Regions from separate parts of the Rattus norvegicus genome. Here region 2 is linked to region 1. Evidence: chromatin contacts called from public Hi-C data. All regions are on one chromosome and are shown on one strand. Each heading gives the region's core, a stretch centred on a gene start, on an enhancer-like site or on the middle of the called end of the contact. The rest is flanking DNA. Distances are from core to core; before and after follow the strand shown. Region 1 holds the start of Gtf2i (general transcription factor II I). Region 2 holds the start of Gtf2ird2 (GTF2I repeat domain containing 2).

Region 1 (4,036 bases), core at 918-3,417:
TTACAGAAATGACTGTGGACAGAAAGTTTTCTGTGCCTCCAGGGTGTGTGAGGCAAGATTCTAAGGAAGCAGGCAACAAGGAGCCCGAGGCAACAAACTCAAAAAAAAAACAAAAACCCTGCTCTAGGAAATAACAACCACCCCACACCTCCAACCCGATGCTTATGGGTACCATACCCACACCCCCTTATTTACCCTGTACCCCCTTATTTACAAACTAGCTCTGCCCCAGAAACCAGGCAGGCTGGGCCAGCCATCCAGCACAGCAGCCAAAAAGATACCCAGCCTTGCACCTCATCTCCTATTTCCCAAATCAGCCGGCCTTCCACCAGCACCATCTCAGATCTGCACTCTCAGCAGCTGAGGAGCACAAAGCCATAAGGCAGGGAGGAGGATGTATACAAGGTGAGGTGGGGAGCAAGGAGAGAATGTACTAAGGCAAAATTTGTGAGCCAGACCTGTGATCCCAGCACTTAGAAGGATGCAGACCGGGAGGATCAGAAGCCCAAGGCAAGCCTCGACTACAAAGCGAGTTCCATGCCAACCTGAAGTACAAAGTATCCTACTTAAATGTTTTATTTTTTTTCAATTAAGCAAAACTTGGGCCAGACTTTGTTGCACTGACCTTTAATCCCAGCACCTGCGAGGCAGAAGCAGGGAGAGCTCTGTGCATTCCAGATCAGCCTGCTCTACCTAATGAATTCCAGCGCGCCAGGGGAGACATACTGAGAATTCCCGCACCCCCAAAAAAGGCAAAACTTGACAAAAGAAAGTGGAGGTGCAGGAGCAAACTTTTTTCTTCCCATTCCTTCTCTTAACCCCGACGTCCGGGTGCTTGCCCGAGCCAGACTGATTATTTTCATAGCCTCAAGGCTAAAGTCTTCCTTCCGGTCATTGTGTTTATTTCCATCTCCTCCTCCTCCCCCCCCCACCTACCCCCAAAAAAGTCCTGTCCCCACCGGACCTGCAAGCCAACAGCTCCGGACAAAGCCCACGGCTGGGCTCCACCTGGGAGCAGGGCGGAGCGCCTGACCGCCAGGGCGGGCACAGGCTTCGGAGCCTGGTAGCTCCCGCCCCCCTGCCAGGGCCCCCGCCGCAGTTACCAGGCACCGATGCCCCGCCCCCATTGTGCCCGCCGGCCAATCGCGTGCGGCCTGCTGCCCTAAGCTCCGCAAGCCCCAGACACACACATAACACACAAACGCACACACACCGAACCCGAGCGCGACCCCACGGGGCTCAGGAGGGGCCGTGGCACCGCGCGCGCGCGCCCCCGGCCAGCCGACTCAGCCAATCAGGAGCGAGGGAGAAGGGCTGCGCGGCCCCGCCGGGGTACGCTCACTCGTCCGCTCGTTCACGCGCGGGGGCTGCTCGCGCGAGACCATCCCTCTCAAACACCCCCCGAACCCGGTCCCCCGGACCACCGTACACGCTTCTGTATACAATGTACGCACGCGCAAAACGCCACGAGCCCTCCCCCACGCACCACGGGTGTGCGCGTGCAACTGTCGTCTCCCCCCACCACCAGCCGCCCCATCCCCCAAAGCCGCGTCGCGTCCGCTGCCAAGGCCCCCAAGTGGAGTGGACTTTGGGGGTCACAGCGCGTCCGCTTCCTCACCCCGAAGTTGTCCCCTTGCCACTCGCAGCGCGCCGAGACCCCAACTCTCACACCCGAGTCTGTGCACACGGTCCCGACCGGGGCAGAGTGTCGAATAAAGACGCCCCTGTTCGCCATGGCACCCCGAGGCTGAGGGGACGACGGAGGGGACACTCCAGGGGAGGGGACAATCTAAGGCTACGGGAACTCACCCGAAGTGCAGCCGGGGAGGGTCGGGGAGGGGGAGATACGGACAGCAAGCGGATATAGGCCGGAGGGGCCTCGGCGAGCTGGTGAACGGGGTGGAGGTGAGAGGGCGAGGGGGGCTCGTGCGTCTCGGCCGTGCTCCTGTCACCGCCGCATGGCCGCCCCCGGCGGGGCCTCGCTCCTCGCTGGGTCGCCAGACGCGGGGGGAAACAGAGGGACGAAGCCCAGGGGTAACCGCGGCAGGCGGGCGGCGAGCGCGTGCAGGGAAGCGGGGGGGGGCCGCCGGTGCCCCCTTTTCTCTGCTCTCCCAGCTTCTCTCTCACCCTCCTCCTCCTCCTCCTTTTTCCCCCTTTTTTTTTTTTTGCTTTTTTTTTTTTTTTTGTTCCTCAAAGGTGCCGCTGCGCGTGCGCACAGGCAGCACCGCCCACCGGGAGTTGTAGTTCTAAACCCGCGCTCACCTACGCAATGAGTGGGTACCCCGAACTATAACTCCCAGATAGCCTTGCGGGATGAACCCAGATTCTCTCCCCACCGCCCCCCTCTAGGCCGAGCTGAAGCGCCGCGGCGCCCGGCCCTCTCCGGCTTGGACTGTCAATGGAGGCGCGCGGGTGGTGGGAGCGAGAACATGGCTGCACCTGGGGCCTGCACGGCCGCCCGGATGGGGGAGGGGAGTGGGGTGAGACTTAAAACTTAGTGCCCTCTCCACCTTCCTTCTCCAGCAGGCCACAGCCTCCACTTAAATAACTCTTTGCTAACCATCATCCCTTGCAAATTGCAAAGTTGGGAACATTGCAAAGGCCAGGGGAGCCCAGGGGATGGCCCTTACCCTGTTTTGCCGAGGGAAGTCCCCCAGCTCCGGGACACAAAGAACTCAATGTTTTCAAAGCTGGCTATAGAAGCAACCAGAGTGGACTTGCCCAAACTTGGGACAGGCAACGGATGGGAGGGGGCGGGGAACTCGTGATTTCCATTTCTTCTCTCTCGAGTCTTTACACACCTCCACATTTAGAAGGAAAATTGGGGAAATCCTGATTGTTACCACAACTACAAAGAAAGTTAATTTAAAGCCCCTCCGTCCATTGTATTTATTTTTCTCAACTAATAAGATCCACGACTTTCGAGAGAATCGACTAACTGTTCATCTAAGCTAATGCAAAAGCTAAAAAAGCCCGTGTCTGAAGAACTTAGATGTTAATGCAAAGCACTAAATTGAGTGAGTTTGTGGTGTTTGTTTGTTTTTTCCCTTTTTTTTCCTGCCCACCCCCTCTGTCGGCCGAATATTCGGGCGCCCTCCCCCCCCTCCCCCGACACACGTTGCTTCTCGGTAGGTGGCGGACACAAGGCTTTTTCCAGCCTCCCAGCCTCTTTGTCGCTTGCTGGAAAACTTTCCGTGCAAGCCACTCTTTTGATGTAGTTCCAAAACCCTGCCTTTGAATTCGGGTTCAAGGATTGGCGTTCCCTGGTCGACTTTCTTGTATGAAACCGCACCCACAAAGCCTCATCTAGAATCTCCATGTTGGATTTCTTTGCACTCCACGGAGTTTTTAAGGATCCCTGGGAAGCAATCTGATTACAGATGCCGCCTACTTTTTTTTTTTTTTTACGATTTTTCCCCTAACAATATTTACACCCTTCGTTTCCTTGCCTAATCCGATTGTGACCCAACTTTGTCGACTCTGTCCAGAGCTATTCATTAAGTTGTCAAAAGAACAACTTTCTCTTTGCACTCGGATTTCACTGATCTTTGGAATATTTCACCAATTTCCATAAACCCAAAACAGGAGTCCCCATCCTTTGCATCAGGGGCTATGTTCTAAGATGCGTGCCTGAAATTAAATCAGTCCGTACTATTTTTCCTATATATGCTTAGGACAAAAGTTCTGGAGGGTCTTCCGGATGCACACCTGATATGTCCTGCATACCTGCTTAAGATACAAGCTGGAAAACAAACTGTCTGAGTAGGGAATTCATGTCAGTCGGATGATAAGACTGTGTGTCTCAAAACAACAAATAAAGAAAACATTACAAAGGGTTTTTTAAATAGATACAGAAGATTAAAAATAAGTAATACAGTGATACTAAAATAATATTCAAGGCCAGGATGTAGCTTAGCTGGTAGAGTGTTTGCCAACATGCACAGACCCCTACCTTCAGCACTACATACATACATACATACATACATACTTACATACATGCATGCATACATGCATACATGGTTCATGTACTACATAA
Region 2 (4,036 bases), core at 469-2,968, 140 kb before region 1:
GCTATGTAAACCAGGCTGGCCTTGAACTCACAGAGATCTCCTGCCTCTGCCTCCGAGTAGTGTTTATTTAATTTTAGGAGGTGCGTGCTCGTATGTTCAAATGGAGTCCAGATGGCACCACCCACTTGTGTGTGTCAGCTTCCTCCCCTGCCCCCACTTTTTTTTTTTTTTTAATTTTCAAGATGGGGTTTCTCTGTGTAGCCCTGGCTGTCCTGGGACTTGCTGTGTAGACCAGGTTGGCTCCAACTCAAGAGATCCACCTGCCTCTGCCTTTCTGGTACTGGGATTAAAGAAGTGTACTACCACCACCTGACTATTTTTAATAAATTAGGATATATTTACTCAGATATAGTAGCCTAAGTCTTTAACCCCAGCATTCAGGAGGCAGTTGGATAGACCCTGTCTCCTGTGACCTGTGACCTTGACATAGGGAGGACAGGAGGAAATGGGGATCAGTTGGGCCATGTTGTCCTCCTGAGGTTCTTCATCTCCCAAGTGGAGATGTCAAGAGCAACGCAGATCTCACGTTCAGAGGAATGGTCTAGACCAAACACGAGTACATCGCCAGTTTGGGTGCTTCGTTTGGTTTGTTATTGGTTTTTGGTTTGTTTTTTTTTTTCCGGGGCTGGGGATTGAACCCAGGACCTTGCGCTTCCTAGGCAAGCGCTCTACCACTAAGCCAAATCCCCAACCCCGTTATTGTTTTTTTGAGACAGGGTTTCTGTGTAGCCCTGGCTGTCACAGAACTTGCTCTGTAGATCATGCTGGCCTTGAACTCAGAGATCCGCCTGCCTTTGCCTCCAGAGTGCTGGGATTAAAGGCCTATACCACCACCCAACACAGAAATGATATTTAATAACCCTGAGACTAGGTAAGATAAGTGAAGGACTGAGGGCAGGCAGCAAAGAGATTCGAGGCAGAAAGTAGGAAACGTTGCAGCAATCTAGCCACCAAGCACGGTGCCATGCTTGACACAGACGCTGGGAATCCAACTTTGGTCTTCTGAAAGCACACGACCAGCTGAGGCCACTTCTCCAACCCCCTTTCAAGTAAATTTTAAAGCAAGAAACTGAAACTCTTATAAAGTGGGACTGGAGAGATGGCTCAGCGGTTAAGAACACTTTCTGCTTTTGCAAGGGACACAAGATCAGTTTCTGGCATCCATACCATTTATAACTCCGGGTTCAGAAGATATCATGACCTCTTCTGGCCTTTCTGCGCTGCATGTGCACTGGCTGACAAAATACTTAAAGCAGACGGTGCCTTGGGAATAGCTCCTGAGATACGCATCCACACAAACACATGAACATATAACTGACACAGGCCTAAGAAAATTTTAAAGGAAACGCAACGCCCAGATTCCAAAGGGGGTATGGTGGCACAGGCCTTTAATCCCAACACTCGGGAGGCAGAGCCAAGTGGATCTGAGTTCGAAGCCAGCCTGGTCTACAGTGCGAGTCCCAGGGTAGCCAAGGCTACAAAACAAACTGTCTCGAAAACAAAAAATGGATACTGACTGCCTGCGTACGTAACACTTGAGGTGTCCTCTTGCCACCACATGCACACACCCACGCACAACCAAGTTTTTAAAAGCTATGTCTACCAAGAAAGGCCATGCACATTCAGGGGAGGCGTGAAGACACGTGCAAGCCACGCACCCCAGCTGGCAGCCTCGCGGAAGCCGTGCTGAAGCGCACCGGAAGTGGCCGTCCCCATTGGGGGTGCTTCGGACAGGCGCGGGAAGCCGACCTTCCAGGAAGCAAACAAAGACAAAAAAAAAAAAATTAAAAGAGAAAAAAACTAATAAAGACGAAAAAAGGAAAGGGAGCGTAAAGAGTCCGGTGGAGAGGAGGCGCCTCTGCCCACGCTCCCTCGACCCCCGTGCTCCGGTCGCCTGCCAAGGGCCGCTGCGCACGCGCAACCCAGGCTTCAGACCCCCGGTGCGGCCCGCACGGCAGGGCCTTCAGGTGCGTATTCCGCCGCCGCTTCCCTCACAACTTCCGCTTCCGGAAGTCCCCCGGGGCAGAGACAACTCTCGGGGCGCGTGGCGGAACCTTCAGGCGCCCGATGGCCAGCTCCGAACCCCATTTTGCGCACCGAAAGCAGGCCCTGAAGAGTGGGGGTGGGGTGGGGAAGACGCGCCGTTAGGCGACCTTTGCACGCAAGGCGCGCACTAAAAGCTCTCTTTTGATTGGTTGTGACGGGAGTGAGGAGGCGGGAAGAACTATTCCCCCTGCGTGCTGAGGTCACACGCCACCTGACGTACCTGCGCTGTGTATAGAAATACTTGATTGGCTAGGGGAAGAGGCGGGGCCATCGCGGTTGCCTAGTAACGGTGCTCTGGCTCCATCTTCGCTGTCTTTCCTTGTTTGTTGGCTTCAGGATTATGGGGAACATCTGGTTTTCGTGGCGGCCAGGGGCTTAGGTCTATAAGGAAAGTGGAGGCTTGTGTATGGTCTGTTTGAGAATACAAAGTGGCCTAAGGCCGTAACACATAGTACAACAATCAAAATAATTTTTTTTTCAAAATAATTTTTTTAAAATTTACTTTAAAACGTTTAAAATTCCTGAAAAAAGAAGAAAAAAAAAACCCAATGGTCATTAAACCTGAAAAAAAAGTTTAAAATTTTTAGTAATTTTAAAATTTAAAGTAACATTTTAAAAATTAAAATTTACTTCAATAATGCATTTAACCCATTACACCCAAGACATTCTAGCATGTTCACTCAGCATAAAGAAACAGAAATGAGCCAGCAGCAGTGGCACATGCCTTTAGATGGATCCCTCTGAGTTCAAGGACAGCCAGTATATAGCAAGTTCCAGGCCCGCTGGGGCTACACAGTGAGACTAAACAGATTATAGCAGCTTTATTGAGATACAGGAAAACTCACCCTTTAAAATATAATGCAAATCAGAAAAAGGATTCCATCCAAAGTAAAGTAAAAACAAAATAAAGGGGCTGGGGATTTAGCTCAGTGGTAGAGCGCTTACCTTGGAAGCGCAAGGCCCTGGGTTCGGTCCCCAGCTCCGAAAAAAAGAACCAAAAAAACAAAACAAAACAAAACAAAACAAAAACAAACAAAAACAAAATAAAATAACAAAACATAACTCAAGCTTAGAGCAGTAACTCAAACGTGTCAGTCAGCCCAGCATTGGGGGTACTAGGGCTGGAAGATTTCAGAAGGTTATGAAAGAGCGAACCCCTAAACGGGGAACGTGTCTCTCGCTCCAATTGTGGGATGGGGTGCCCCCAGGAACCACGAGTAGCCATTCTTGATGTAAAAGCACGAGGTAGCTTTATTAACGAGATCCCGGGTCTTAGCGGGATCCCGGGTTGACACATATCTCACACAGGAGACAGAGGAATCGACCCCGAGCTTCCAAACTCGGGGGTTTATATAGGGGAGGTTAGGGGCATTCGCACGGTTACACATGATTGGTCAATTCAAATGGTGCACAGTTACTTTCGGCGCGAAATTACATCAGCAAGGTGTTCGTGCTCTCTAGCAGCTCGGCAGGCAGGTAGGGTGGCTCATCTCACTCAGGGGGGTGAAGGAAGGGGAGGGGGTGGCTACAGATGATCAGTGTCCTTGGGGCTGATAGCTGGTTTGGCAAGTCCTGTCTCTGACTCTCCCTCAGGCACGTCCGGCCCTGCACATCCGGACTCTGACAATGAGTAACCTTTTTAAAACTCTAGTTCTACACTTACAGGATAAAAGTATGGAGCCAGGTAGTAGGTACTCCTTTAAAAAGAAAGAGGAGGGCTGGAGAAATGGCTCAGCCGTTAAAGGCTAGGCTCACAACCAAAAAAAGAAAGAGGAGGGGTGGGAGGGAGAGGGAGAGAAAAGAAAGAAAGGAAGGGAGAGAGAGAAAGAAAGGGAAGGAAGGAAGGAAAGAAGGAGAAAGGAAGAAAGATGGATGGAGGAAGGAGAGGATGCTGAAGAGATGGCAGTTAAGAGCTTGTACTGCAAGCTGGTCATGGTGTCGTACACCAGGCAGATCTCTGTGTGTTTGAAGCCAGCCTGGTTTACAGAGC

What was found. A called contact is a pair of places that touch in the nucleus more often than the background predicts.
Region 2: a Hi-C map of liver shows a contact between it and region 1, with 3 times the contacts expected there. The contact joins the promoter of Gtf2ird2 here to the promoter of Gtf2i in region 1. A contact is called at or near these places in 1 of 12 Hi-C or Micro-C datasets (liver) and 1 of 1 datasets of contacts at active chromatin or transcription factors (oligodendrocytes).

The regions. Positions count from the first base shown.
Region 1 is chr12:28,035,984-28,040,019 of GRCr8, reverse strand. Gtf2i (general transcription factor II I) reads right to left here and starts at 2,167. Exons shown (of 34, transcript NM_001401209.1): 1 at 1,810-2,167.
Region 2 is chr12:28,170,558-28,174,593 of GRCr8, reverse strand. It overlaps Gtf2ird2 (GTF2I repeat domain containing 2), which reads left to right and starts at 1,718. Exons shown (of 16, transcript NM_001393697.1): 1 at 1,718-1,967.